Linked DNA regions of Sus scrofa: region 2 is linked to region 1. A link is a contact called in public Hi-C data. All regions are on one chromosome and are shown on one strand. The core of a region is the stretch at or near the end of the contact, and the rest is flanking DNA. Distances in the headings are between cores, read along the strand shown. Region 1 overlaps KCNQ4 (potassium voltage-gated channel subfamily KQT member 4). Region 2 overlaps RIMS3 (regulating synaptic membrane exocytosis protein 3).

Region 1 (7,499 bases), core at 2,722-5,221:
CAGATTCGTTAACCACTGCGCCACGACGGGAACTCCTCCCCAAGTTATATTTTAAAAAGATCACCCTAAGTGCTGTGTCTAGAATGGCCCATACGGAGCTAGGGTGAAAGCGGAGAGGCCAGTGAGGGGGCTACTTCCAACACCATCCAGGCAAGGTGCTGGGGTGGCAGCAGTTGAGGTGGGGGGAATGGTCAGATTCTAGATCTATTCTGAAGGGAGCGCTCACAGGGTTTTCTACTGGGGTGTAAGGGCAAACGAAAAAGTGAATCAAGGATAAAGCCAAGATTTTGGGCTTGAGCTGGAGGGAAAAGATGCTGTTTATTCACAGGGGGAAGTCGATGAGTGGAGCAAGTTTCCGTCAGGAAAGCTGGGCCGTGTTGGGTTTGTGACGCCCATCAGGCATCTAAATGGAGTGTTGATCGGGCAGAGGGATGCGGAGTTTGGGGGAGAGGTACGGTCTGGAAATATAGGTTTGGTGTCAACAGTGTGTAGAGGATCTGAAACTCTGGAAATGAAGACATTACTTAGTGAGTGAGAGTAAACAGAAAAAAGAGGTCCCAGGAGCGGGCCTTGGGTCCTGCAGTGTTTAAAGGTTGTGGAGATCAAGGCGGAACCAGTCAAGGAGACAGAGAAGCAGAGGTCAGTGGGGTAGGAGGAGGACTGGGGGAGGGTGACGTTTGGGAATCCAAATGAAGAAAGCGCAGCGGGAAGGGCTGATCAGATGTGCCCCTCACGGCTCGTAGGTCACAAGTATAATGGAGGGTGACAGGGATCCTTGAACTGGCAACCTAGAGGTCATTTGGGATCTTGACCACAGTTTTGGTGAAATGGTGGGAATGAAAACCTGACTGGAGAGGTTTAGGAGAGAAATGGGACGGGGAGGGTAGGGATAACACTTTCAAGAGTTTTACTGTAAAGTGGAGCAGAAAAACAAGGTGGAACCAGCTCCAGCCTTGTCCCCTTATAACTCACATGCCCACTTGTGTCTCTCCCTCGCCCTTTTCTGCCTCTCCTCCCTTGGGCGGCTCTTTTATTTGTCATGCTTGGGTGTGATGCCTTTGCTCGCCAGGTGGGAAAACCCTCAGAACAGCAGCCAGGTACCTGCATTTAACGAGGTCCCCATTTGGCAGAGTAAGCGGGTCCCCTCCCTCAGATTGCCTGTTCCCTGCAGTGCAGGAAGTCTCCCCTTTCAGCAAGCAACCTCGAAATCTTGTAGGATAGAAGGGGGCGGGGCAGGGTCCCCGCCTTTGACAGTTCCCTTTCCTCGCAGGGTGGACCAGATTGTGGGCCGGGGTCCCGGGGACCGGAAGGCCAGGGAGAAGAGCGACAAAGGGCCCTCCGACATGGAGGCGGTGGATGAAATCAGTATGATGGGACGCGTGGTCAAGGTGGAGAAGCAGGTGAGTGTGGGCGGGAGTGGCGCTCGGGCGGCAGAGCTAGTTGTTGGCCGAGAAGCTCTGGAAGGCCCCAGGGTCAAGCCCAAGGGGAGGGTGCCCTTCTCAGAGCCGCAGCCCAGAGGCATCTGCCCCGCAGATAAGCCCCGCTTCCCAGTAAGCCCGTCCACTCCTGCTAACCTACCCCAGTAAACCCCACCCTCTCCAACCAAGCCCCGCTCGAGGTCTCAGAAAAGCCCGTCTAAATCCCATCTACTTCATTGAACCCCGCCCCAGCTGTCCCCATCACCCGCACCGTTCCAACCCAACACAACTAAATTCTGTTCGGAGTTGGGGTCGGAGGGAGTAAATCCCGGGTTCCCGGCTTCGTCCCTCCGGCGAAACGCCCTCGGGCTTTGCCGTGGCACCTCCTGCGGGAGGAGCCGCATCTCCCACTCGCGGTCCTTCCCCGACAAGCCCCGCCTCCTCGCCGCTCTCGTTCCACCCATTTCGGCGCTTTGCCCAAGCCCCGCCCCGCCATCGCCCCGCCCAGTCCCGGCCAAGCCCCGCCCCAAGTCCCACCTCCAGTCCCGGCCAAGCCCCGCCTCCAGCCCGCCCCGCCCCCAGGTGCAGTCCATCGAGCACAAGCTGGACCTGCTGCTGGGCTTCTACTCGCGCTGCCTGCGCCCTGGCACTTCGGCCAGCCTGGGCGCCGTGCAAGTGCCGCTCTTCGACCCGGACACCACCTCCGACTACCACAGCCCCGTGGACCACGAGGACCTCTCCGTCTCCGCACAGACGCTCAGCATCTCCCGCTCGGTCAGCACCAACATGGACTGAGGCGCTTCTCGGGGGCGGGGAAGCACACGGCCAGCCCCGGGGCCTGCCGCTCGGACTCGCCCTCTGAGGCCTCTGGACTCCTCTCTTACTTGAACTCGCTCCCTCGTGGGAGAGAGGCCACACGCAGTGTTGAGCTGCCTGGGTGGGCGAGATCCCCGATGTGGGTGCCAGCGACCCACCCCACCTCAGGAGCCTGAGATGCCAGGCCGCACGGAGGGCAGCAGCGGCGCTGTCCCGCGGCCTCTAGGCCCCGCAGTGCCCCGCCTGTTCCACCAAGGCCCGACATGGCCTGCCTGGCAGGGGCACTACCCCGGGAGTGGGAGCAAGGCGCTGGGGCCCTGGGCCCTGACCCCGCTTCCAGCTATGCAAGGTGAGGTCTTTGGCCCGCCCTTCACCCTTCGGACAGAGCAGGGAAGCCCTCCCGCCAAGTCCCTGCCCCTCTTGGGGGCGGGCCCAAGGTGCCCACACAGGTACCCACAAGCACAGGACCCTGCCCCAAGGCAGGTGGGCACCATATATGCAAACTATGTTAAATATGCAACTTTGGGGACCCCCATGGGGTCCCTCTGCCCCTCTCCCGCTGGGAGAAGGGGCCCCAGCAGTAGCTGGTCTCAGGCTGCTTGGCCATGACCCCATCCGCGTTCTTTGGCTTATCACCCCCTCCCCTTCCAGCATGGGGCCTGCGTCCCCCCCGCCTCCCCAGGGGCAGTGCCTGGGCCTTTCTTCCCATTAGCAGGTGTCCTCTCCCAGGGGCTCCCTCTTCCTGGCAGAGGTTCCCCCTCCTCTGACCCTAGACACCCCGGCAGCACAGGTCTCTGTACTCTCCCACCCCACGGACCATGTTCCCCCGGTCACACAAACATGTCCCTCCAGGCATGCAGGAAGTCCCTCACACTCACGCGGACACACACAATCACTCACACTTGGAGACTTGAGCACAGAGCCCCTCAGCCTCTCCTGGGCCTTGGCCGCTGATGCCAGTGGACTGGCCTTGCAGGGCGAGGTCAGCTACAAGGAGCCCCCCACACCATCCGGGTAGGAGAGGGAGCTCGGATGGGACCCCAGGTGTCTCCAGGCCCCAGCCCAGAACTTTACCAGCTCTCCTTTCTCGAGAAGATCGACTCCTCACGGGTCCAGGAGCCCTAACTGCTGCCTCTGCCTGCCCCCGAGGGCCCTGCTGGGCGTCCCCACAGCACAACTCAGGCCTAGGCCTCTGGGGCCTGGACAACACTGGAAAGACCCCAGACCCTTCCCCAGGGTGGTTAGCGGGCCCGCTTCTCTCCAGGCTTGCCCTCTTTCCAGTCACTCCAACTAACAACCAGAGAGAATAATAACGCATCCCGCAAGTCCCGCTTGTCAGGCACCACCTGCGCGTGTGGCGCTCACATGCACTCTTTCCCTCCTCCCACACCCCACTCTGCACTTCAGTTGGCAGCCCCCTGACCACAGAAGCCCCTGTCCACTCCAGGCCCCCAGCACCTCTTCGGCCTCCCTACGCCTCTGTTGCTCTTCTGCAAAGCCAAGGCAGGTGGCCGGAGGGGGATGGGTAGTGGACCAAGGGCCACCCTTTGTGGGGTGCCAGAGAATAAGGGGCTCAGGCCCAGCTGCCTGCATCTCATGACTGGGGACCTGCATGCACCCGTGCCAGGGCTGGGGTTGGATCTTGCTCAGCCCCACGGTGCCCAGCCTCTGCCTCCACATGCCCTCTGCATGTGACCATCATGCCCTGGATGGAGCCTGTCCTGGCTCACGTCACCTGCACCGCACTGTCCCCCGAGAGCCACGCCTCCGCCCCCGAGGGACAGAGCTGTGGAGAGGGCGGGGATGGGATCATCCTGTGACCAAAGGACCCTTGGCAGAAGCCCTCCCCCTTCCAGGACCCAGGCTTCCCACCCGGTTCTCGGATATGCAAGTACCTCACTTTGTTAACTTATTAACTTATTGATTTCATTAAAGTTTTCAGTAGGAGGCGGTTGGTCTTGGCTCTTCAGTGCCCATGGACTGGGGCCCTTGGTCTGTGGGTGGGGACGAGGAGATATGGATGAGTCAGGTTGTAAACAGCAGAAAATGCAGCCTGAAATGCCTTAAGCCAAAAAAAACAAAGCTCCTGTGGTGGCTGACTGGGTTAAGAACCCGACTAGTAGCCATGAGGATGTGGGTTCAACCCCTGGCCTCGCTCAGTGAGTTAAGGATCTGGCCTTTGCTGCAAGCTGTGGCGTAGATCAAAGATGTGGCTCGGTTCTGGGGCTGCTGTGGCTGTGGCATAGGCCAGCAGCTGCAGCTCCCATATGACCGCTAATCTGGGAACTTCCATATGCCGCAGGAGAGTCTGTAAAAAAAGAAAAGGGAAAAAGGAGGGAAAGAAAGAAAAGAAATGTACTGGCCCAGATAACTAAAGAGTCCAGGGGATAGATGAGGCTTCATGCATAGCTAGTTCTGGGTGCTGCAGTGTGTCAGAGGTCTCTGTCTTGGTCTCAGACCTCCACTTGGGCAGGCTGGCTCTCGTGATGCCCCGGCACTTCCAAGCTTCCTTTCTCTTGTCCTGTTATCCCAGTGGAAGTGCGTACCAGCTTCCTAATGGTTCGTATCAGTCAGGTTCCAGAGTCAGGAAGACAGAAACGACACTATAGGTTTTTCTTTCCTTTTTTTCTTTTTGTGGCCGCACCTGCGACATATGGACGTTCCCAGGCTAGGGGTCAAATTGGAGCTGCAGCTGCCGGCCTACACCACAGCACCCTCACAGACACTGTGTCGGGTTCTTAACCCCTGAGCCACTAGGTTTTTCAGCACAGAGAATTTAGGAGTTTCCTGGTGGTCTGGTGGTTAAGAACTCAAGTGTTGTCACTGCTATGGCGCTGTGGCTCAGGTTTGATTTCCTGGCCCACAAACTTTTGCATGCCATGGGCACAGCCAAAAAAAAAAAAAAAAAAAAAAGGACAGAGAAGACCATAAAGAATTTACTGGAGGGAATGCGTCCCACCGATGTAAGTGGGATGAAAAAGAACAGACAGAACGGGATAAATGAGAGGAAACCACTGCAGGAAGCAGCTCCCACGTCGAATGCTGCAGCAGTAGAGGGAAGAGGTTGGGGCCAGCAGAACCCATGGCTTAAACCCCAAAGCGCTAGGGCTCAGAGGTCTGGAGATGGGGCACCGTCTGCTGGTCCTCGTACCTCCTGGGAGCCACAGTGAACCTTGTCTGGGAGCAACTGCAGCTACCAGGCCCCTGCTGATGAGGTTAGTAACAAAAGAAGGAAAATCCCCACTCGTCTCGCCTCCAGTCTTTCCCCGGGCCCCTTGCTGTCAGAGCCGGCTGACCGAGGCGACGTGGTTTGCAGTCCCAGCTCCAGTTTCACAGAGCAAAGGACAGAAGGCTGCCTCTGGAACTAAAAGACAACGGCTTCGTAACTGACACTGGCCACCCCTTTGGACACCCAGGGTCAATTCGGATCAATCCACACACATTTGAAGTTCCATCTAGCAACCGTAGCTTCTGCCTAATAAGCTGAAGCTAGCCTACATCGAATGAAGACACTCCAAGCCCCCTCCTGGAAGTGAGGAAGACGAGATGTCCCCTCGTCCAATAGATGTATCCGGCTCTGGGGGTTAGTCACCGAATCCGTATTTGGGTGAGGTTCATTACTCTAAGTCAGTCACGGTTGCACCTGTGACAAGAGGCTAGACTGTAAAGTTAGCAATCACTTACGTCTTTAAATAAAATAATGAAGGAGTTCCCGTCATGGCGCAGCGGAAACGAATCCGACTAGGAACCATGAGGTTGCGGGTTCGATCCCTGGCCTTGCTCAGTGGGTTAAGGATTGGACTTTGCTGCAAGCTGCAGCGTAGATCGAAGATGTGACTCAGTTCTGGGGCTGCTGTGGCTGTGGTGTAGGTTGGCGGCACAGCTCTGATTCGACCCCTTGCCTGGGAACCTCTATATAGGTGCGGCCCTCAAAAGACAAATAATAATAATAATAATGAAGGAAAAAGAGGAGAGAAAAATCACTTAATGTCACCCCCAAGCCCCCAGCAGACACCAAGCAGGGAAGAACATGAGCGTAGCTGTAGACCTTCTGGTAACCGGTCACAAGGCCATAGGTTTTTCTTTTTTTTTTTTTGGCCGCCTCGTGGCATATGGAATTTCCGGGCCAGGGATCGTATCTGAGCCACAGGAGCAATCTAAGCTGCGGCTGCGTCGGCACTGGATCCCTAACCCACTGTGCAGACCAGGGATTGACCCTGCTTCCCAGGGCTCCCAAGATGCCACTGACCCCAATGCGCCACAGTGAGAACTCCCACAATGCCACAGTTGATAGATAGATGGTAGCGATTCCCGGATAGATACATTCAATTGAGGAATGTTTTTCTTTGCATATTATACGTATGTCACTAATTGAGTGGCTACATATGTGTGTGTGTGTGTGTGTGTGTGTGTGTGTGTGTGTCCCTTCTCCCCACCGTCCTGTGTCCCTTTGCCCACAGATAGGACCTCAGCTAGTTGCAGTTTGCTGCGTGGTAGAGTGACTCCACTAATCGTTCCTGGAGCATCAGTGGTCCTGCCCGGTCGGGTGTCGTGGCTTTTTGTTAACTTGTGTGCATGGGAAAGGGGACCCTTGAGGATCCCCCAGGTCCCAGACGTAGCCCTCCCTGCTCTTGGCTGTAGAGGCCTCCCAGTCAGGCAGCCACTACCTCTCCTCTTTCGTTGCCTGTGGTCTGAGGGGCACGAGAAGCCCAAACAGCCGAGTGGAGGTTTTAGCTTCAAAGGCGATGAAAACTGTGTGGCTTTCCTTCCCCTGAGAACTCAGGTCTCCACACCGGCAGAGGCCAGCGCTGCAGGGACGTGAAGCGAAATTTTCCTGAGTGGGTGCGGTAGCCTGAGTCATGACCAGCCAAAGACGCCAGGTCCGCATCTCTGGAATTTGGAAAATGTCACCTTAAAAGGAAAAAGGATTTTTGCAGACGTGATTAGGTGAATGACCTTGACATGGGGAGATTCTCCTGGGCGACCGGGGCCCTAAACCCCATTGCCAGTGTCCCTTTAAGAAACAGGCAGGAGGAGAGCTCACACACGGAAGAGGAGGAGGAACAGTGAAGACAGAAGCAGAGGTTGGAGTAATGGGGCCGAAGGAACACCAACGGCCACCCAGCTGGAGGAGTCACGGCACAGGTTCCTCCCTAGAGTTTTAGGAGGAGTGCAGCCCTGCTGGTACCTCGATTTAGGCTCAGTGAGGCTGATGCGGAACTCCTGGCCTCCAGAACTCTAGGAGAATAAATTCTGTTCAGTCAC
Region 2 (7,499 bases), core at 2,635-5,134, 190 kb before region 1:
GAGCCGGGAGGCTGGAGCCCAAGCGAGTCTGAGCTCCCAGACAGGGAACCTGGTCTGGAAATGAGCCAAAAAAAAAAAAAAACACACACGAAAAACAGAGCCCGCAAAGGTGAGCTTCATGCAGCTAATCCCCAAAGGGCAGTCAGGATTCTCAGAGCAGGTCAGCCCCACCCTCGGCACCTTCTCAACGAGCCAGGCTCCAACAGGGCCTGGGAAGGACACGGGTGCCTCCAGGGGCTGCCTGCTTTGGCAGATGACATCCCCGCGGGGCCAACCTCTTGCTTGTCAAGAACCCCCCAGTCCAGCCCTCCTGGGTCCACGGAGGGAGATCCTTTGGCAGGCCGGAGGCTTGGAGGGCGAGAGGAGGCGAAGGGCAATGCGGAGCGAGGGGCTGGCTCCTCCCTCCAAGATGCCTGGCCAGCAACCCTGGGATCTGACACCTCCTCGGATCTCCCTTGCAGGAAGGAGGTGGTACCAGCCCCAGGGAGAAGGCCATCCCAGCATCTTCTGCTCCCTGGGCCCCAGCCAGGGCACCAGGTGAGATGCTGCCGTGCATTCGGGGGAAAGAGCAGCCAGGTCCTTGGGTGGAGAGGAAGGGTGTCGGTTCCTGGAGGTCCAGGGTGGCCAGCTGCGGTGATGCTACATTCCTCCGAGAGCAGCAGTGCCGGGAGAGGCGGAGGTGGAACAGAGGCCGAGACAGAAAACTAAGCAGGGGCCACCAAGGACAGGCACGGGGGGACACACAGGCACTGCCCTGAGCCTGGACCAGGCAGGGTGGACCAGCAGCTCCATCCCCCACTTCCACCCCTGGACTCAGGCGTGCGGTGGGGAGTCACAGTCACACAGCACTCCTTCAGGGATCTTTGCAACGAGACACGGAGACACAGATGTCGGCCCATGTCGTCACCAAGACTGCTGCACTCAGACAGATGAACGGATCTAACGTGGTCACACAGACACACACACACACACACACTGCCCGCTGGACAGGCCCACTAGCCCACAGGCATGCAGCAGGGCAGGGGGTCTAGAAAGACCTGAAGACTATTTACAGGGAAGGAGGTGGGGGGGCGGCAACACCCCTTCTCACGCGCGTCCTGGCTCCCTCCTGAGGTCCTTAGGAGCAAGAGGGGCTGGTGGCACTCTCCAGAGAGGACTGGGACAAGCGCCTGGTCAGGGAGCCGAGCGTAGAGTCTGCCACCGAGGACGTGGGGAAGAGTTTGTACCAGCCGGTGACCGTGGCGCTCAGGTCCAGCTCGTCCAGCATGATCTGGGCCATGCCCATGAAGCACTTGTGGTCCATGCGGCCGTAGTCTCCCCAGACGATCACCTGCCGGTGGGCAGGAAGAGAAGGGCTAAGCCACCGCTCCAACTCCGGGGCTGGGCGCCAGGCCCAGGAACCGAGTAGAAGTTTGCCAGGGCAGATGGGTCAGAGAGAGGCAGAATTCAGACTGACTTTGGGCACCAACCTACCAGGCACTTGAAGTAAATGCCAGGTGCAACCCTCCAGACCTGGTACGACTTAGCTCAATTATTACAGCCATCCAGGTACAGATACAATGCATTATTTCCACAAAGAGGAGATGCAGCTCAGAGAGGTTAGTTAACTAACCCCAAAATACACTGTAAGGGGTGGCAGAGCTGGGGTTAGCAGCTGGGTCTGACTGCCAGAGCCTCCCAGCATCCCAGATGACAGCCTTCCCGAGGGAGGAGCAGACTGAGAGTCCAGGACCTAGAGCCACAGCACGGCAGCGCCGGCTGGAAGACGACGGCAGTCAAGAACCCTGTTGCTTCCTACCAGCGGGGCGACCTTGGTTCAGGGGCAGTCGAGTCATCCCCCTGGACCAGGGTTTCCTTACGAATCAACTGGGGGCAGCAACACCTCACCAGGTGGTGACAATAAGTGGGTAAGGCAGATTCATGTGCCTGGCACAGGAGAAATCGTAAATGAAATACATTTTCTTTCCTATTTTTTTTTTTTTTGGTCTTTTTAGGGCCACATCCACAGCATATTCCCAGGCTAGGGATCAAACTGGAGCTGCAACTGCCAGCCTACGCCACTGCCATAGCAACACCAGATCCTAGCCATATCTGCGGCAACCTACACCACAGCGCACGGCAATGCTGGACCCTTAACCCACCGAGCAAGGCCAGGGATCGAACCCATGTCCTCATGGATACCAGTCAGGTTTGTTACCACGAACCTGAGCCACGACGGGGAACTCCCTGAAATGCATTTTCAGTTACAGTTTGCAGTCTTTGAGAGCTGCCCCAGCCCCCTGGCCGCTCACCTGCAGCACCTTGCCCTGGGGCCCCTCGTCAAAGAGCAGAGTCTGCTGGTACAGAGGGTCACAGGTCTTCTTGGCCGCCTTTGTCTTCTTCTTGGCCAAGCAGGCTCCATTCTCAAGCAGGTAAACCTTGACGTAAGTGGCTGAGGGATGGAAGAGCACATGACGGGGAGGCCTCAGCAGCTGCTATGAAGGGGCCGGTGGGCGTGAGCAAGGGTGGGTCGGATGAGCCGACCGGTGGACAGCAGGTTGAATGGGACTCCCCCCTCCTCCAGGCAAATCCGTGACGCCAGTGTAGAGAATACTGCCCCTGGGGAGCTGGGACTCATGAGACCCGGCGCTCAGCTGAAGAGCCCTCCCTGGCAGAAGCCATCTCCTAGCTGCCCTGCCTCACCTGGGAGGGATTTGGAGCCTGGTTTGGGGGTCAGACCCCGAGCCTCAATCACTTCCACCTCCAGCTGGCCGCTCCGGTCCATGATGGCCACGTGCACATCCCCTGCAAGGCAGAAGAGGGGGAGTCCAGGCGGAGCCAGAGCAAAAGGGGCAGGCCGGCCAGCCCCCGTGCAGAGTGCCCGTCTGCAGAGCGTGCCACAGCCCTGGAAAGGGTGTGAGATGGGCAGAACTGTAAGCGCAGGAGCTGCTCTCAGGAGACCAGTTTATTCTTTTAAGGGCTGCACTCACGGCACATGGAGGTCCCTGGGCTAGGGGTCGAATCAGAGCTGCCTCCGCCGGCCTATACCACAGGCACAGCAATGCAGGATCCGAGCTGTGTCTGCGACCTACACCACAGCTCATGGCAACGCCAGATCCTTAACCCACTGAGCGAGGCCAGGGATGGAACCTTCATCCTCATGGATGCTAGTCACATTCGTTAACCACTGAGCCAGGACGGGAACGCCAGGAGACCAGTTTAAAGCGGCTGGAAAATGCTCTGATAGGGCCCTTGGGGTGCAGTGGGGCGTGACCCTCGAGGGACATGCTTGGGGTTACCGCAAATGTAAGCCTGGCTCTGGGGTGGGGGTTTCTGTTTGGCTGAGCAGATTCAGGGCTTCCAGGACACAAGGCACATCCTGGAAACGAGGGCCTGCTCGCACCCTTGAGAAAGGACGGCCAGGAAGGCCAGCAGATGTCCCCAGAGCGGGGAACCCAGAAACGCCCCCACAAATGGGATCATCCGGCTGGAGCGAGTCTGCCTGGAGGAGCCATGTCAGCCATTCAATTTCGAGAACTCTAAGCTTTGTTGGACGCAGGTTAGCAGAAGTCGAAATTCTGCACTAGTCACTTGGGACACCCTTCCATGGGATGCAGAATCATAAGCCTGGTGCAGAAAAATGAAAATAGGCCAGACTTTGGGCTCAGCCACCCATTTTAGATTCTCTGAGCTGTCGTGCAATTGTTTGTATTCAGGCACTTTGGAAGAGGAGACTTTCCTACTTCCAGGAGGCCTCTCGGAATTCATCCTTCTCCTCTAGCTACTGCCGACCTCGGCCCGGGGAGGCGGGGTGGGGCGGTCTCAGGAATTCACCTCCAGGTGGTACATCCCTAACTAGGCGAGCCACTGCAAACCTTCCCGGTTTGCGACACCAGGGGGCACCACACGCAAGGGTTCCAGGCTGTGACGGCGCCTTAGCCTGGAAGTGGCTGGTTCCGCTCACTGCCTCTTAAAAGCCTGGAAACAAGAGCTGGGAATTAGCCAGTTTCAACCCAAGAGCCAGATGGGCGCTGACGCTTGCCATCGGAGGGTCCCTGTGGACCTCCCTGCCAGCAGACAGGCTCCTGTGTGCCCGCCTTAGAGGAAGACAGGGCCGGGCGGCGGGAAGAGGCTGGAATGGAAAGCCAGCTCTGCTTCGTGGCTCCCAGCAGGACCCCGTCTGCACTCAGCGTCCTCCTTTGCTGTGAGGTCAAAGGCCAGACGCTGTCTAAATGAGGGCTGAGTGCAGACGTCTGGGTCAGACGCTGCTCAGGTCAGACTGACGGGGGGGCGGGTTTGGTGGTGGTGAGGACGCATCTCTAGGAGGCACTGCTTGAAGCCAACACAGCCAGGGTCTGAGGGAGGGAGGGAGGCAGGGAGGGAGCCAGAACTGCAGCTACAAGGACCAAGAATAGACTAGGGAGTACTTCCCAGCGGCAGGGACGAGGGCTGAGAACATTACGAAAAGGCTTCTAGGTGCCAGGCACTGCGAGGAACTGTGTCCTACGTCACCTGCTACTTCCAAGGGGCAAATGAAACATTTCATGCAAAGCACTAGAGAGAGACCCAATACATGCTCTCCAGATTGCAGATCTAAGACAGGTACTATTCGTCCCACTTTACAGATGAGGAAACAGAGGCTCCAGGGCAGGAAGGGATGTGCCCAAGGTCCCACAGCGCATCCACGGTGGAGCACACTCCATGGATGTTGATGCTGCAATGATTTTTGTTCCCATTTTACGCCTGGCCCTTAGCACTGCCGGACGCCCGGTAGGCGGCGGGAGAGAGAGTGGGTGGTGATGTGAGGAGGGATGTGCTGGAAAAGCAGCTTCGATCCGGCAGAAAAGCTGGCACCCCTTCCTCTCTGATAAGGGAGGGCTGATGAGTGTTCCACCAGTTCCTTCTCACTGGCACAAAAGCCTGAGCGAAGGCTCCCTTCTGCCACTCACCTCGCCCTCGCAGGGACCCCCGGAGCCAGCCCCTCCTACTGTGTGGCTGCCATTGCCCCACGTGCCCTGCCCTTAAGAAGACTCACCCATTGGCGGCGTTGCCAGCGTCTGTCGCCCCACAATCTGAGCGGGTCCCAGCCCATCCAGGAAATCGCTGAACTGGCTTTCTGCCCCGAGCCGAGGGGTGGGGAAGATGAACCTGGAGGAGGCAGAGGGGTGCGTGAGGGTGTCTGGATGGGCCCCTGGGGCACTGGGCACTCCCTCTGTGCCTCCATCTGCCCTCCACGTAGTGCGAGTGTACCACTGTGGCTGGGGACGAACAACTCTTCATCACTGCACACTAAAGAAACATACTTTGGGAGTTCCCGTCGTGGCTCAGTGGGTTACGAACCCGACCAGTATCCATGAAGATGTGGGTTTGATCCCTGGTTTTGCTCAGTGGGTTAAGGATCCTGTGTTGCTGTAGCTCTGATTTGACCCCTAGCCTAGGAACTTCCACATGCCACAGGTGTTGCTAAAAAGAAAAAAAGAAAAGAAAAGAAACATACTTTGATGTCACTTAAGAGACAAACCTATGTAATCATGGTATTTAATCCTCAAGCACCAGGATTTCTCTCTCTCTCTTTTTTTTTTTTTTTTTTTTTTTTTGAAGGGCCGTACCTGCAGCATATACCCATGTTTCCAGGCTAGGGGTCGAAGTGGAGCTGCAGCTGCTGGCCTACACCACAGCCACAGCCACAGCAACACTGGATCAACAGCTCGCAGAGTGGCTGTACTAAAGGAGACACTGTTTTTGGCCTGAGAGCGACTAGTAAGACCCCAGAGTTAGCGGCACTGATCTGAAGTGTCCAGCGATGCCCTGCGCAAGGTAAGATGCAATAAATGCCAGCACCTGAGCACATTCATGGAAGTAGGCATAACAGCGAGACACATGATCATAGATCTTAAATAACGGAGCCACAGAATCCTGAAGTCACCAGGCCCTGCCTAAGCTGATTCAGAAACTCTTAGTCATATAACCAGAGCTTCATAGATTCAAAGAGATCAGAGGGACTGTCTAACCCGGATACTTCCCGATTTTTAACTGCAACCCCATGTAAATGTAGGTTGTATATTTAACATCTTAGACCTATGTGCCTCTCTTTATATATTTTAAAAAACCCCAAAGTTCACAAGGTAATTCCACATTCCTCTACAGGATATATTTGAATCTTCTGTTTCCTTTTCTAACGCTGGTTTTGACCCACTAAACTGATTTTACTTCCTGCCTGTGAGTCACCACCCACAGGCTGAAAAACACTGATCTGGAGTTCCCACTGTGGCTCAGTGGTAAAGAACCCAACTAGTATCCGTGAGGATGCAGGTTCGATCCCTGGCCTTGCTCAGTGGGTTAAGGATCCAGCATTGCTGAGAGCTAAGGTGCAGGTCACAGATGCAGCTTGGATCCCACATTGCTGTGGCTGTGGGGTAGGCTGGCAGCTACAGCTCTGATTCGACCCCTAGCCTGGGAACTTCCATATGCCGTGGGGCAGCCTGAAAAAGACCAAAAAAAAAAAAAAAGAGAGAGAGAGAGAAAGAAAAACACTGATGATCTGATCTGGTCCCACCTCCTTCCCAAAGCTCCAAGCCAGCCACCTGTGAGAACTCCATTCATCTGAGCCCAAACAAGGATTCCAGATTTTAAAAGGTTCTAGGATCCAATTTCCCTTTCCAACCCTCTCCTCCGGAGCCAGGCAGTGGGTGGGGCTGGGAGGTGGGAGGCATGAAACAGGCAGAAGGGCTGAACTGCTCTTGGGCCAGTGGCCTGCAGCAAGAGGAAGACGAGCCCCCAGGCAGTGGCGTCCAGGGAGGAGGACAGCGGGAGGCAGGGATCCAGAGCAGCCCAGACGTCTGGGCTGGAAACCCAGTCGGGAGATTTTTCAAGCCCTTTGCCTCTGACGAGAGGGTGGGGACATGGCAAGGGTGGGCTGAACGCACGTGCCATCGGAGCTGTTGCTGTTGGTGCTCCCGTCAGTGGACTCTCGGCTGCCCTGGCGAGGGACGCGACTCCGCATCTCCACGGCAACGCCCGTCTCCGTGCTCCGCCGGATGTTGCTGCGCAGCTTCTTGGTGGCCCCTTCTGAGACCCCTCCCGAAGCACAGAGAGGGAATAAGGTCAGATCACCCATGAGGCCTAAGAACTGCCAAAGCCACCCTTTTGGGAGGGGACAGGATAGGCCGGGCTCTGGCGGGAGACAGGGGCATTGCTGAGATGATGTCTAGAGCCCATCAGCAGCAGCCCAACTCCTCGCCCTGCTCAGGGCAGTGATGCAGACCAAGCAGACTGGGAGGGTGGCTGGAGGCAGAGGCGCCGTGGGGTAGGGGGACTTGCTACAGGGAGGGAGTCAGCAGTCAGGGCTCAGCTCCAGCCCTGCCGGCCTCCCCTGACCGACACCTTCCCACTCAATTTCAAACCTTGCCCCAAAGGGCTAAGTTTCTTCTGGAAAGTTTGCCTTCTCTGGAATTCACGGACCTGATTTTCCTCTTCCAGCTATTCTCACAAACCCTGTCTCTCCCAGACCTCACAACCCA

The links. A called contact is a pair of places that touch in the nucleus more often than the background predicts.
Region 2: a Hi-C map of fetal liver shows a contact between it and region 1, with 1.6 times the contacts expected there. The contact joins two enhancer-like sites. A contact is called at or near these places in 2 of 5 promoter capture datasets (fetal liver and liver) and 18 of 47 Hi-C or Micro-C datasets (alveolar macrophages, brain, embryonic fibroblasts and 11 more).

The regions. Positions count from the first base shown.
Region 1 is chr6:170,342,818-170,350,316 of Sscrofa11.1, reverse strand. KCNQ4 (potassium voltage-gated channel subfamily KQT member 4) reads left to right here. Exons shown (of 13, transcript XM_021096972.1): 12 at 1,271-1,400; 13 at 2,001-4,182. The coding sequence ends at 2,213. Among named protein-coding and RNA genes, the nearest start is that of CITED4, 22 kb to the right of the region's middle. Within about 2 kb of position 3,971, at least 2 of the 83 cell types and tissues checked have an H3K27ac peak or open chromatin away from gene starts, as enhancers often do. A contact at or near this core is called in fetal liver, where this site is marked.
Region 2 is chr6:170,535,101-170,542,599 of Sscrofa11.1, reverse strand. It overlaps RIMS3 (regulating synaptic membrane exocytosis protein 3), which reads right to left. Exons shown (of 9, transcript XR_002345277.1): 4 at 6,906-7,056; 5 at 5,015-5,127; 6 at 2,683-2,784; 7 at 2,292-2,431; 8 at 1-1,330. Among named protein-coding and RNA genes, the nearest start is that of RIMS3, 32 kb to the right of the region's middle. Within about 2 kb of position 3,884, at least 10 of the 83 cell types and tissues checked have an H3K27ac peak or open chromatin away from gene starts, as enhancers often do. A contact at or near this core is called in fetal liver, where this site is marked.